2 separate regions of the Ovis aries genome follow, and region 1 is linked to region 2. A link is a contact called in public Hi-C data. All regions are on one chromosome and are shown on one strand. Each heading gives the region's core, a stretch centred on a gene start, on an enhancer-like site or on the middle of the called end of the contact. The rest is flanking DNA. Distances are from core to core; before and after follow the strand shown. Region 1 has its middle 20 kb from the start of HORMAD2. Region 2 overlaps CABP7 (calcium binding protein 7).

What was found. Hi-C and Micro-C count contacts between places; a contact is called where the count stands out from the background.
Region 1: a Hi-C map of muscle shows a contact between it and region 2, with 2.7 times the contacts expected there. The contact joins two enhancer-like sites. A contact is called at or near these places in 3 of 16 Hi-C or Micro-C datasets (mixed tissues, muscle and tail adipose tissue).

What each region holds. Positions count from the first base shown.
Region 1 is chr17:69,116,153-69,120,093 of ARS-UI_Ramb_v3.0, reverse strand. No RefSeq gene overlaps it. Among named protein-coding and RNA genes, the nearest start is that of HORMAD2, 20 kb to the left of the region's middle. Within about 2 kb of position 1,638, at least 8 of the 54 cell types and tissues checked have an H3K27ac peak or open chromatin away from gene starts, as enhancers often do.
Region 2 is chr17:68,869,743-68,873,465 of ARS-UI_Ramb_v3.0, reverse strand. CABP7 (calcium binding protein 7) reads right to left here. Exons shown (of 5, transcript XM_027956738.3): 2 at 1,806-1,949; 3 at 596-708; 4 at 169-322. Among named protein-coding and RNA genes, the nearest start is that of CABP7, 7.6 kb to the right of the region's middle. Within about 2 kb of position 2,220, at least 6 of the 54 cell types and tissues checked have an H3K27ac peak or open chromatin away from gene starts, as enhancers often do.

The DNA of each region.
Region 1 (3,941 bases), core at 389-2,888, 250 kb before region 2:
TTAGGTTACAGAAAATAAATGAGCACCCTCGGCAGAAGCACCCCCGCAGGCTGTGGCGGAAGGTCCAGCCGTTCACACCTGCAGGCTGTGGCGGACGGTCCAGCCGTTCACCCCCGCGGGCATGTTGCGTGTATCCACCCAGACGGACACTCGAGATGGCTGCTGACCGAATGGGGAAAGGTGCGGAGATTGTATGCAGCGGAATCCTGTTTGCACATAACTAACGATGTTGGTGAGTGACAGCAAGAGGTCTGGAACAATACCGAAGGAGGGGCATTTGGCAGAACTTTCACTTGTTAACATATACCTTTGTTGCTAGAGTTTTGTGTTTTTTTGTGTGTGTGTGGGGGGGGTTCATCTTGTTTTATTTACAAGGAGCATAAATCTTGTTTCTAGCTAAAAAGAAACTTCTAACAGCCCTCCGCTGGCCCTCAGGATCCGTGTCCAAACTCCTTACTGAGGCCCCTCTTGATCCGCCAGCCTCCAGGCTTCCTCCCCGACTCCAGCTCCCAGAGCTCCGGGGCGCTCTGCCCTCTGGGCTGTGGGCTTCCTGTTCCCTTTGCCTTTCTTTTCTTTTCTTTTCTCTTCGTGGGGCTGCTTCTGTTTATCCTCCAGGGTTGGCCCTTCCTGACATACTTTCTTCCCTAGAGATCGGCAGCATATTGCCTTGCTTTCCTTTTTCCTCTCCTTCCTGGCCTGCTTTGCCAGCTCCTTTCTTCTCCCTGGCCTTTGGCTCAGTCCTCGGCCACCTCTTTTCTCGGGGGTGAGCGAGAAGGTGCCCATCCCCTGCCTGCCTTGTCACTGCCTCTCTCCCCCATGTCCAGCCCCAGCCCCCACCTCCCTCTGAGCACGCAAACCCTCCAGCAGGTGGCATGGTCGTCCTTCCCGTGCGCTTCTCCCCTCTCTGCAGGGCAGATACTTTTCTTTACGGTATGGCTGCTCCCTTCTCACCCTGAGCACGAAGGCCCTGTACCTCCTCCTGAAGGTTCTTGAAAACACAATTCCGGTGTTCTCGCTGAAAACCCCTCAGAGGCTTCCCACAGCTCTAGGGACATAGACCGTCCTCTTCGAGCCCAGACTTGGCTTGTCTGAGCCAAGCCCATCCCCCTCCGCCCCCTGCTCTTCAGCCCCACTGGCCTTACAGTGCCTCCCTGCAAAGGGCCTCGCTTCTGGCCCACGGCCCTGCTGGCCTGGCCGCAGTGTGCCCTCTTCGCAGCCTCTCCTGCCCCCGGTTGGTGCCTGGTTACCACCTCTTTCTGTCCACAGAAATCACACTCCTCAGGGAAACCCTTCCTGATGCGGGCTCAGAGCCCTGTCACAGCCCTCCTCAGGGTTTACCATGAAGGTCCGCATAACCCATGGACTCACTAGGTGGAAAGCTCAGGCTGAGGACCCGGCTTATTTCCCTCCCTCCATGTCCCCCAGGTCTAGCAAGGACAGGCACTCAGAAATGTGCAAGTTGAGGGAGAGGAGACGGATGAGAAGAGTTAAGGGGAGAAGTTCCATGGGGTGAAGAACAGCTGAGTATGCCTGGGAGGCCAGCTGCTGTCAGAGCAAGGAATCTGGGCTGTAGTTTGTGAACTGAAGGAGGTCAGCCACGCTCCTGGGGCGGGACAGCTGAATTACATGGATCAGCGCAACAGAGGGTGACAGGATGACCGAGTGCATTCCAGAAGGCCTTCCATAGCCAGTCTGGATGGAGACAGGCTGTGTCTCTGAGCAAAGGAACGTGGGGCTGGATTTTCTCTTCTGTGTGCTCGTCCCGTCGCTCGGGTTGCTGCTCTGGGGAGTGACTCTGGAGGCCTCTCTCTCAGCGGTCCTGGTGCTCCATCCGGTGGCTCATCGGGACGGGCAGGCCCACAGTGCTCACCAGGGGGGCCTCTCTTGAGTGAAGTGTCCAGCACTTTTTCAGTTCATTTCTTCTTTTAAACAGGTGTTCACTAAAGTAAGCAGTGGCCTGCAGCTGTCGGAGCCTGAGTGGCAGGCTCGTCCAGCTTACTGGGCGCAAGCGTGGGCTACACCCAAAGGCTGCTGCTGCAGGGCACCTGGACAGCACGTGGGCCGCCTGCACACCTGAGAGCCGACGGGACCTCAGGAAAGCGGCCCACGATTGCTCGATGATGAGGCTCGGGAGAAGCACTGTTTAGCTGGAGTGAGGCCGTGACAGCACTGCCTGCTTTGGGAGCCAGGCTGGGGCCACCAGCTGCTAGGTTATGCTTAAGCAGACCTCCTTCCCTACCTGTGACTGCAAGGGCAAAGCAACCCAGATGCGCCTCCGCACTAGGCTGTAAAGAAACAATTAACCGCAGTTAATGGCCCGTAATCTGTTGTTTCTGTATTCTGTTCCCTAGGTTCCCTCCTAAGTTATTACCCATGAAGAAGCGTAGAACTGCACATAAAACCGTATTTCATAGAAACAGAGTGGGTGAGCTCTATTTGATCTCCTGCTTTGAAACAGTGGGCCTTCCTAGCTAGAAATGAGGCTCGCTCCCGCAGCTGGGAAAGGCTGCCTGCCACTCAGGGTCGACACCATTACAATCCAGGGACAGGACAGCTAGTGTCAGGACCTAATCCAAGATGAAAACATGGGCCCCTTGTTATATCCAGTAGGAATATATTTGGAACTGCAGTAGAAGCGCATTAGACCAAGACAAGGCCCTCCTGAGCCGTGTGACTGTGGAGGCTGTGCGCACAGAATGTCCTGGGTCCTGGTGGCGGGGGAGGGGTTGGGGGAAGACTCCACCCTGAGGAGCTCAGCACACAAGCAGCTCCTCCCTGGGCGGGGCCTCTACAGCGGAGGGAGCATCAGGAGAGGCCTGAACAAAGCCCGGGGGGCCAGGGGGCAGATGGGGGGCCTCCCAACTCCGATGTGAGGTAGTAGAAGGCTGGAGGGTCAGAAGAGAACTGGAGGCCTTAGGACGCCGGGAGGAGGGGCAGGAATGGGTGGAGAGAACACTGGGATTGAGGCTTGAAGAGAGGGAGTTTCTAGGCATGGGATTACCCCAGTTTTATTTTATGAAGTAGAGTACATCAAGTTTAGATGTTTTTCCCCTCTAAACCTCTCTCCTTCCCCTCATTCTCCACTGCAGTAAATGACCCAGCGGATGCTGTCCGTCCAGCTGGTCAGGGCGGAGCTTGCAGCGCGTCCTGCCCCTCTGCCTCAGCAGTGCTCGCTGAGTCCTGTCACTTCCCTTCAGGTCCCTGCTGGGCCTGCACGTCTGCGGCTCTGGATCCACTGAGGCCACCCCCACTTCTGGCCTTGTCTGTGACAGCAGCAGCCTCACTGCCTGGCTTTTGGATCATCAGACTGGAGTTTAAGTCCTCATTCTGCTGCAGGTTAGCTGAGCGACCTTGGATAGGGCTCTTCATCTCGCTGGGCCTCAGCTGCTGCATCTGTAACATGGGGATGAGAACACCTATCTTAAACAGTGGTGGTCTGGACAAAAGGGGCTTAGCACACAGCACATGCTCAGCGGATCGGCTTCTTGTCTCCTCTTCATCCCTCAGGCCCTAGTTTGCACACTGCTTCCCTAGGGACCCTCTCCTGGCTTGCTGCAGGTTCCCGCAGCGTCCTCACGCTTACCATCTTCTGCAGACAGCCTTCTCCACGAGCACGGGATTCTGGCTTTCTCTGCCTCGGCTACTGAGGTGCCTGACATGAAGTAGGGGTTCGTTTTTTGCTATTTGACTGTTCTCCCTGTACATAATCAAAGGTTTCCAGGCGTGGGGAGGTCCCTGTAATGGTCCCCCACCAACTCCAGGTAAGTGGACAGATGACCACATTGTATAAGCAGTGGAAACCAGGAGTACCCCACCTGCTTTAAGTTAGACCTCGGGCGCTGGGGCCACTCATCATAGCAGATCCCGTTCATGAGCAGCAGACCTGGGTCGGGTAAGACCCACACAGGGCCAGGCTGCTGCAGCCAGGAAGCCCGTGCTCC
Region 2 (3,723 bases), core at 971-3,470:
GCCACCGAGGAGCAGCAGAGAGACAGAAGGGACAGCCGAGCGAGGGACTCAGGGGCTGCCTGCACTCCCGCACGGGGCGCGTGGAGACGCGGGGTCTGGGGCAGACGAGACCCCCAGCGTGGAGTTCCTCCCCTGCCCCGCCCGTGGGGTCCCGGGGGGGCCACTCACTCTCCACGTCCACGGGGCACTCCTCCGCCGTGCCCAGGTGACTCTCCTCCTCCGTCATGATGATGTTCTCGATGTCCTTCATGGACAGGTGCTCACAGAAGGTGTCATAGAGCAGCCGCTTCAGCTCGTCCACAGTCAGCTTCTGCATGTCACACTTGGTGGGGGGGACACGGTGCTCTGGCTGCGGCCACCACCGCCAACCGCCCCACCCAGCCCCTGCGGCCACACAAACCGGTGACAAGCCTCTAGGTCCCGGAGGGCTGGGAACCACTCACCCCTCTCCTTGAGTCCTCGACCAACAGTGGCCTCCCCAGGGGAGCCCTTGGCCCAGCGGACAGAAGCCTGGAGGCGTCACTGCCCCCACTTTGCAGCACGGGCCCGACCCTTCAGTGGCCCCAGTACAGCCCTCCAGTGAGCCAGGGCATACCTTCCAGAAGACAGTGTCAAAGTCAGTGCCGTGGAACTTCTCTGGGATCCCCGAGGTGGAAAGCTTGGGTCCCAAGAGGGTCACAAACTCCTCAAAGTCCACTTGGCCGTCACCTGGAGCAGGCAGAGCTCCAGTCAGCTGGCAGGCTGCACCTGGGCACTGCGGGCCAGTGTGCGGCCCAGGAAGCCCCTCCTCGGAGCCTCACACGCCAGGCTCTGGGCTGACGCTGAAGCCCCCAAATGTGTGGAGGCCCCACCTGACAGGTGTGTGTGTGGGGGGGTGCAGCAGGCGGGCCTTGAGTGGCCTTGCCCGTGGGAGACACGTTTCACCCCGAACCCTGCTCCCCGGAGCGGGTGTAGGGCCAAACATCCTCCCCACCACACACAGGAAACGAAGTTCAGGATGGGGGACCACTGGCCCAGGTGGGCACGTGCTATCTGTGTGGAGAGGGGACCTGGGAGGGGCCAGAGTAGACTGGGAGGAGAGGACTGGGCCTTCCTGGTGCTTACGAGTTTTTCCTTCACTGAAAGCCAGATGGCATATACAACTAATGATTCTTTTTTCTTTTTGGTGATGGGAACTGGAATATTTCGTATTAATATATTGTTGCTTAGTCGCTCAGTCGTGTCCGACTCTTTGCAATCCCATGGACTGTAGCCCACTAGGCTCCTCTGTCCATGGGATTTCCCAGGCAAGAATACCAGAGTGGGTTACTATTCCCTTCTCTAGGGGATCTTCCCAACCCAGGGATCGAACCCCCATCTCCTGCCTTGTAGGCAGATTCTTTACCACTGAGCCACCAGGGAGGCCCATTTAGTAGAGACATTCTTACTTTTCTGTACTTTAAAATTTTCTTGGGGACTTCCCAGTGGTTAGGACTCCTTGCTTCCACTGCAGGGGGTACGGATTAAACCCCCGATTGGGGAACTAAGATCCCACAAGCTACAGCACAGCCAAAAAAAGAAAATTCAGAGGTACAGGTCTCCAACTTCTTGGGTGTAGCTGGGGCTGTCACACTCTGTCTGGCCTCAGTTGTCCAGCTGAGAAGTGGGGCCAGACCCAGCTGCAAACTGCCATGGGCTTGGGGCCGACCCGAAGTGGTGAGAGTGACGGGACCCCTGTGAGCTCAGTCCTGGGGGCTCAGGGTCCAGACTCGGCTCCCCAGCCCCCTGCAGGTGAGGGGTGAGGGAACAGGCAGGGCGCAGCTCACCGTCCATGTCCAGCCTCTGGATGATGACCTCCAGCTCCACCTCGTTGGGCATGTAGCCCAAGGAGCGCATGGCCGTGCCCAGCTCCTGCTTGGAGATGAAGCCGTTGCCATCACGGTCGAAGACTTTGAAAGCCTCGCGGATCTCTGGGGGAGGGGCAGGGCCAGTCAGGACCTCACCCCTGTCCCCAGGACCCCAGACCCCACCACCTGAGCGCAGGATGGAGGCTGTGCCCCCCACCCCCGACCGTCGCCACCCTCTGGGACCCCGCAGGTCTGGTCAGAGACAGTCAGCGGGTGGCCCAAGAGTTCACTACAGCGCTGCCTCCCTGGAGCTCCGGGCAGGCCAAGCTAGCAGCAGTGGAGCCGGGGCGGCGGCGGTGACGAAACCGCCCCGGGGTCTCGGGCTCCCAGAGCCTCTCCAGGCGTGCTCACAACGACCCCGTGTGGCCGGCACCACGGAGCCCGCTGTGCAGGGGAGGACTCCGGCGAGGAGCCGGTCCTCCGTGAGCTGCCGGAGGCTTCCCGCCCACCCCCGCTCCTCCCATCCTCCCCCCATTCCTTCCACCCTCCCCCCCATCCCCATCACACTTCCTCCCCAGGCTCAGCTCGTTAACACCGGTCAGCACTCGTTAATGGCGGCCGCGAGAGGCAGCCGCAGCTCCGGGCTAACAGCTGGGCGCAGACTGTCTCCTGGAGCCCAGGATTTGGGGGAAGACAGGATGGATGGAGGCGCCTCCGCAGGCCTAGGCCAGGCTGAGATGTGGGGGTCACTCCCCCGCGACCACCACATGGTATGGAGAGGGAGACAGCCCTGAGGAACCTGGGTGACTCAGGGGTGGAGAGCAAGGCACAGGGCTGGGAGCCTGAGAACAAGAAACTCAGAGTGACCTTGGACCAGCCTCAGTCTTACCCACAGGAAAATGGGCAGTCGTGGTGTGACATTTTACCAAAGATATCCAGGAACAGTGGAGGGTTGAAGGGTTCTAAACTCTCCCGGTTCACCTTCCCACCTCTGTCTCTGGGCTTGCCGTCCCTTCACTGTTACTCAGCTCCAGAAGGGTCCTACAGAGCACCTCCCATTGTGGGGAGGGGCTCTCAGTCCCCTCTCACCCCCTCGGCTCAGGTTCCCGGGGGCTCCTTGTTCAGTTCGCAGGCGGAGGGGAGCTCACGCGTGCAGGTGTATTTGGAAGGACAGGCGTACTGCACACCTGGAAAGTGAGGTCTAGGAGGCTAGGTGGCCAGTGCGGGGGTCTGTGAGCCCCTGAGACTGACCATGGGATCCTGCACCTTGGGGTCAGCCCCTGATTCTGCTGGACCCACTAGAGCCCAGAGAGGGTGGCCATGTGTCCCAAGCCACACAGCAAGGCGGCTGTGGCCGAAGCCCCAAACTTCATCAGGTTCATCCCACCTGGCATCTGCCTGAAGGTTCCAGTTGCCATGCAGGCCAGGACAGTGTCCACAGGCCTCACCTGAGCTGCCTAGGCCCCCAGACCCTCTGACTCTGGACTGCCACCCCCTCCCCAATCCTAGATAGGGCCTGAGAAACCAGTCTCGTAACCAGTGGCTGCTTGGCCAGAGGAGCAGCTTGGAAGGGAGAGCTGAGCCAGGCCAGGGGCTCCTGTAAACCCTGGACCGGGGGAACCCCAGGCCAACGCCCACCTAGAGTTTCCCTGGGCCATTGAGAAGGTCATGAGTCCCCCACCCCCAGAGGAGTGTTAGCAGAGGACCAGCAGTTCCAGAGGTGCTGCGGGGGTTCCAGTCCCCTGGGAGTCCTGGGTGAGAGAGGAAGACACTGGCATTGCAGCCAGGCATTGTGTGCCTGACCCTACACACACACACACACACACACACACACACACACACACACACACACACACACTTGGGTTTTTCGCTGGCTCTGTTGGCCTCCTGACCACAC